Linked DNA regions of Sus scrofa: region 1 is linked to region 2. A link is a contact called in public promoter capture Hi-C data. All regions are on one chromosome and are shown on one strand. Each heading gives the region's core, a stretch centred on a gene start, on an enhancer-like site or on the middle of the called end of the contact. The rest is flanking DNA. Distances are from core to core; before and after follow the strand shown. Region 1 holds the start of TNNC1 (troponin C1, slow skeletal and cardiac type). Region 2 holds the start of TWF2 (twinfilin-2).

What was found. Promoter capture Hi-C pulls out the DNA fragments that hold promoters and counts their contacts.
Region 1: a promoter capture Hi-C map of fetal liver shows a contact between it and region 2, with 3 times the contacts expected there. The contact joins the promoter of TNNC1 here to the promoter of TWF2 in region 2. A contact is called at or near these places in 3 of 5 promoter capture datasets (fetal liver and liver), 10 of 47 Hi-C or Micro-C datasets (alveolar macrophages, embryonic fibroblasts, heart right ventricle and 6 more) and 2 of 2 datasets of contacts at active chromatin or transcription factors (alveolar macrophages and skeletal muscle).

The regions. Positions count from the first base shown.
Region 1 is chr13:34,593,061-34,595,760 of Sscrofa11.1, forward strand. TNNC1 (troponin C1, slow skeletal and cardiac type) reads right to left here and starts at 1,260. Exons shown (of 6, transcript NM_001130243.1): 1 at 1,228-1,260. The coding sequence starts at 1,251.
Region 2 is chr13:34,369,723-34,372,422 of Sscrofa11.1, forward strand. TWF2 (twinfilin-2) reads right to left here and starts at 1,275. Exons shown (of 9, transcript XM_013981767.2): 1 at 1,078-1,275. The coding sequence starts at 1,102. It also overlaps a transcript of TLR9 not described here.

The DNA.
Region 1 (2,700 bases), core at 10-2,509, 220 kb after region 2:
AACCCCTTCCACGACCAAGGTGACCCTGAGTAACAATAGTCATCGCCCTCCCCACCCCACCCCCAACCCCCGGCTGAAACCCAAGCTGGGTGGCCCAAGAGACAGCTGTCCCTCAGGTTGGGACAATAAAACCAAAGTGGGGCTAGGCAAAGCCACCCACTGTAACCTGACCGGGGTGGCCACTGGGCTATTTTTAACGGGGGACAAAGTTAAACCTGGTGATTGTTCTGGGGACTCTGGCATGCAGGGGGTGGGGCAGCGTTATCTAGCCCCCTGGCCTGCTGGAGCCTCAGGAGCCAAAATTAGTTCCCAGCCCCGCCAGGCCTTGTATGGGCATGGGGCGGAGGACTGCCCCCCCAGCTCCATGGACTCCTGCAGGATAGGCAGAGGCACCCCCTTCCTTTCCCCGGGCTGAGGGAGGGGTTCCCCTGGGAGCAGCTGTCCATGTCAGATGTCCTTGTCTCTACGGTGGGAGGAGGTCAGTAACACACCCCCCTGCTGGCATGGAATCACATCTGAAGCCCCTCAGTGGGCCCTGCAGGGACCTGAAGTGACCACCCTCCAGCCCTTACCCCTGGCTAAGCCACTGATCCGGAGCCTGCCGAGCTGGATGCGGGCTGGGGCCTCAGCTCTCTGTTCCTTCTTCCCAGCTCCCCACCCCCATGCCCAGTCCCTCCCTGCCTGCCTTAAACTTCAGAGCCCCTTCTCCAGCTCAGGATTCCAGCTCTCCAGCCCCCTCCTCACAACCCCTATCCCACTCTCCACAGCATCTGCAGCCAGCCAAGGGGCTGGAGGGGGTGGGGGATTGTGGACATGTGAGAAGCAGAATATGAGGGGCAGCAGTGGGGGAGGTGGGGACAGGGAAACAGCAACAGAGCCTCAGAGGGAGAGCTTGGAAGGAACAAAGAGATGGAAAGAGACTAGAAACAGCAAAAGTCCAGAGACCAGTGACGTAGACTAGAGACATTTGGAGACAGGGGCAGACATGATGCCAAAGCTGCGACATCTTCCTCCACCCACCCTGACAGCTACCCACAGACCCTAAACTCCTCACCCCTTCCACACCCTGGAATGCCAGCCCCACCAGCCCCTGAGGGCCTGGGTTGAAAGTACGTGGTCCCTCTCCTGGATTCCCACCATCTCCTTCAGGTGACCTTGCCCCCATCATGAGCTGAATGAGCCCCCTGTGGGCCCGCCACCCCAGCCCTGCCCAGGCCCATCCCTCACCGCAGCCTTGTAGATGTCATCCATACTGGCGGCTCACAGGGCAGGCTGCTGAGGTTGCCAGCAGCGGCCCTCGGCTTAAATAGCCCTGCCCCGCCACATTCCCGGCCCAGCCCACCCCTGCCTGCCGTATCCTCCACTCCCTCCCCTGGACCTGGTGATCTCACACTGGCCTGAGTCCCTGTGTCCTCCGCCCAGGGCAAGGAGAAGATGAAGGGCTATAAGGACCAGGTCTCTCTCCCTCTGTCCTCCATCTCCCCAGGGACTCTCCAGAAAAGTTTTTTGAAAAAATGAAAACATAAGCCCAGGACAGACGGGAGCTGTGTACAGGGGCCTCGCCTGGGGCCCACTATACTGCAGCTCCTGTCTGCCCCGGAGGTGAGGCCCCTATACACAGCAGCTCAACCCCTATCCAATCAAGGGAATAGGTGAGGCTCCTGGAAGGACTTGCTTGAGGTCTGGCTGACGTGGCAGCTCCTAACTTAGGTTAAACCTCTCTGGAGCAGGGGCAACACTATGTAAGGAGAGGGTGGGAGAGCAGAACCCTCAGAGAAGCCTCGAATGCCAAGTTCAGAGTACGGTGCTGTGGTACTAGTGGAGAAGGAAGGCACTGACCTACCTCAGGAGAGTATGGGCTGGAGCCTTTCTGCCAAGGGTGCCAGAGAAGCCCTGCCTGAGACCTCTCATCTCCCCAGGGAGAGAAGTACTAGCTCTGGGCTTGACTGCATTCAATCAATCATTCAACAAACTCACCCTCACAGATGCCCCATCTGTGTAAGACTGTTCCCCTGAAGTTGGTTTACCACCTCTCTCTTCTAGATCTGGGTCTTCCCCTGGGTTAAGGCTCCTTCTCTGCCTGTGCTCCAGTACTGCAGTTCCTGGGTCCAGAGCCAATCTATCGCCCCCTCATTTTGAGCTCTAGTAGAACACCAGCGGGGGTCTTGTGCCAGATGGCCAGCACATAGCCATTGCTTCCACCTAACTCAACACCTTCTCGCAGAACTCACACCAGCTCCCTGCCTTGCCTGCCAGGCGTTTGCGTGGACTAGCCCACTCAGTTCTCTGGAAGCCCATGTGACATAGATCTGAGTCTTGGAGAGGTTAAGAACTGACACAATTATTCTGTCCTGCTTGCATTCTAAGCCCCAATTTTTCTTCTCCTTTAGCCTTCTTGTGCTCAACTGGGAATGAGCCCAAGAGGAAGGTGAGAGGTAACCACTGCCTCTTTTCTGGAGAAGGAAACTGAGACCAAGCGAAGCAGTGACTCGCTTCAGGTACGCCGGAAGGTGCGGGGCCATTGGTCCTTCCTTCCTGGGCACTGACTGGCAATTCCCAGAGCAGTTCCCGCCCGGAGCCTCAGTTTCTCCCCCGCTGCTAGGAGCGCGGCGGGCGGGGCCAGGCAGGTACAGATTACGCAAGTGGACCTTCCCGGGCAGCCTGCGCACGCGCGCCATTGGCAGCTGCTGTCAATTACGC
Region 2 (2,700 bases), core at 25-2,524:
CTCTCAGGGCCAGCCACCAAGCGGCCACAACCGCAAGCAGACCAGGTGGTCAGGCTGGTCGATGATGATGGCCCCAGGCAGAGGATCCTGGCGTGGTAGGAGGAATGGCTGAAGGCCAAACCACTGGGCTACCTGGGTAAGCAGCCTGGGCCTTCCCCACAGGCCAGGTAGCCCTCCCAGGTCAGTGACACAGGGGGACATTGAGGCCTGGGTAGGGTCAGAACACCTGGCCCCTGGTCATTGCTTCTTTCCCATCCTGTATAAGGAGGAAACCAAGCCATTTGGGAGAGGAGGCTGATGCTCTGGGCTGAAGGAGGACCTGGCCTGGAATCTCTAGGGTCAGGAGCCTCTTTCCTACCTCCAGCCTGGAGCTGGGACCTTCCAATACCAGCTGGGGCAGACTCAGGAGATCAGAGGTCAAGGTCAGATTGGTGACTCTCCACATCCCATTTAGTTTTTCCCAGGCTGGTTTGTGAGGGTCCTGGGAGGAGCCAAAGGTCGGGGCTCCCTTCTCACACAGACATAAAGCAGTACAAACCAAACACCCATCCATGGTAACAAATGAACACTGAGATGCACTCAAATTGTGCGTGCACACACACACACAGACTCCCACAGACATGTGCATACAGTCACGAAACACTGATGTCTAAAGATGGTTCCATGCAACAGTGTCCAATCAAGACATTGCTGTATGTGCACGAATGACCCTAGATGTACACAAGCAGTCATATCCAGATGTGCACACAGGTCCGTACATACAAGTGCACATGCGTGCTCACTCCCTCAGATGTGCACATCCGGGTACACCCACTCCCAGAAAGGGACAAAAATACATAGATAGGCACACACAGGCACATCCACCCCCGGATGGGAACAGAGATACCTTCACCCCCAACTATGCCCAGTAAGTCCGCACCCCACTAAGATTTGCCCACCCCAGGCGACCCACGGCTGCAAGAGAACAGGAAGCTTCCCTAGGCTGGTGCCGGATCGGAAACAGGGGCCGGGAGCCCAGGAGGGGGCGCAGCCTCAGACTCTCCCTCGGCCCCCCGTCCGTCCGCCATCTGCCCTCACCGTGGATGCCGGTCTGGTGCGCCATGGCTCCGTGCCCCGCTCCGCCTGCGCCCTCAGAGCCCTCGGCTCGGCCACGACCCAGCTCGGCTCGTCTGGACCGGGAGGAGGAGAAGGAGGAGGAGGATGTGGCGGTAGCCTCCCAGCCTCGCGCAGCTTCCCGGGCGGTGCCGCAGGACCCGCCCCCAGAGCGCCCCGCCTCCGACGGGCGAGGCCGGGACTCGAGGCCGCGCGTGCGTGCAGTAGGCGCCTGGCTCCAGGTGGGCCCAGGGAGGAGCTTTGAGTGGTGTTTCCGCGCGCTTGCGCTTGCCTTGTTTCTGGCGGAGAATGCGATCTGCGTACCGCCTAGCATGTGTGGGCGCATGCACGTGTGTGTCAGTACACCCGGATCCGAGTGGTCTGTGGCTGGGGCGTATCCATATGAGCGCGCGCAAGCCTGAGTCCCGGTCAGGGGCCAGGTGGGTTTGCAGATGGGTAGCATCCTGGCGTGGCCTTGAAGCGGGGAAGGGGTTTTTCTGTGTGTGAATGGGCACCCGTGTGTTTGTGTGACATCTCTTTCCTTGGAGACGTTTCTTGGGCGGCTCCTGTGGCCCTGGGCACCTGGAGGCGACGCGCCTGAAGGCCCCGTCCTGACGGTGGGAGCCCAAACTGACTTTCTGCTAGACAGCCCGCAAATGAACAGTGTCTGTGGTGGCGAGTGCCCTGTGCAGAGGGTAAGGGGCCGTTAGGAGGAGGTGAAATTTGAGTGGAAACCTGGAGGAAAGCCTGGCAGAGGGGTGGGGAAAGTCTTCTGAAAAGAGGAGACTGCAGAATTCCCTTCGCGACGCAGGAGAAACGAATCCAACTAGGAACCATGAGGTTGCAGGTTTGATCCCTGGCCTCACTCAGTGGGTTAAGGATTCGGCATTTCTGTGAGCTGTGGTGTAGGTCCCAGACGCGGCTCGGATGTGGCGTTGCTGTGGCTGTGGTGTAGGCCAGCAGCTGTAGCTCCATTAAGACCCCTAGCCTGGGAACCTCCATATGCCTGCGCCATGGGTGCGGCCCTGAAAAAAAAAAATTCCTTGGAAATAGGAATTAACCAAGAAAACACATTAACTAAAACTAATAAGGTTATGTTCTCTATTCTAATGTCCATCACTGGATAAATTACACGACTACCTTAATTGCAAAGTCCTCCCTCCTACCTGGTTGGCCCCACTCTGCATCATTCTCTTTGTTTTTATCCCTGCCTGGCACATATATTTACTCGCTTATTTGTTTATTGTCTTCCCTCCACCAGTTTAAGTTTTTACCCCTGCTGTATCTCCAGCAGCTAGAACAGTGCCCAGGATTAGTAGGTGTTCAGTAATATTTTCCAAATTAGAAGTTCCCATCGTGGCGCAGTGGAAATGAATCTGACTAGGAACCATGAGGTTGCAGGTTCACTTCCTGGCCTCGCTCAGTGGGTTAAGGATCTGGCATTTCTGTGAGCTGTGGTGTAGGTTACAGACATGGCTCAGACGTGGCACTGCTGTGGCTGTGGTAAAGGCCAGCAGCTGTAGCTCCAGTTCGACCCCTAGTATGGGAACCTCCATATTGCCATGGGTGCAGCCCTAAAAAGCAAAAAAAAAAAAAAATATATATATA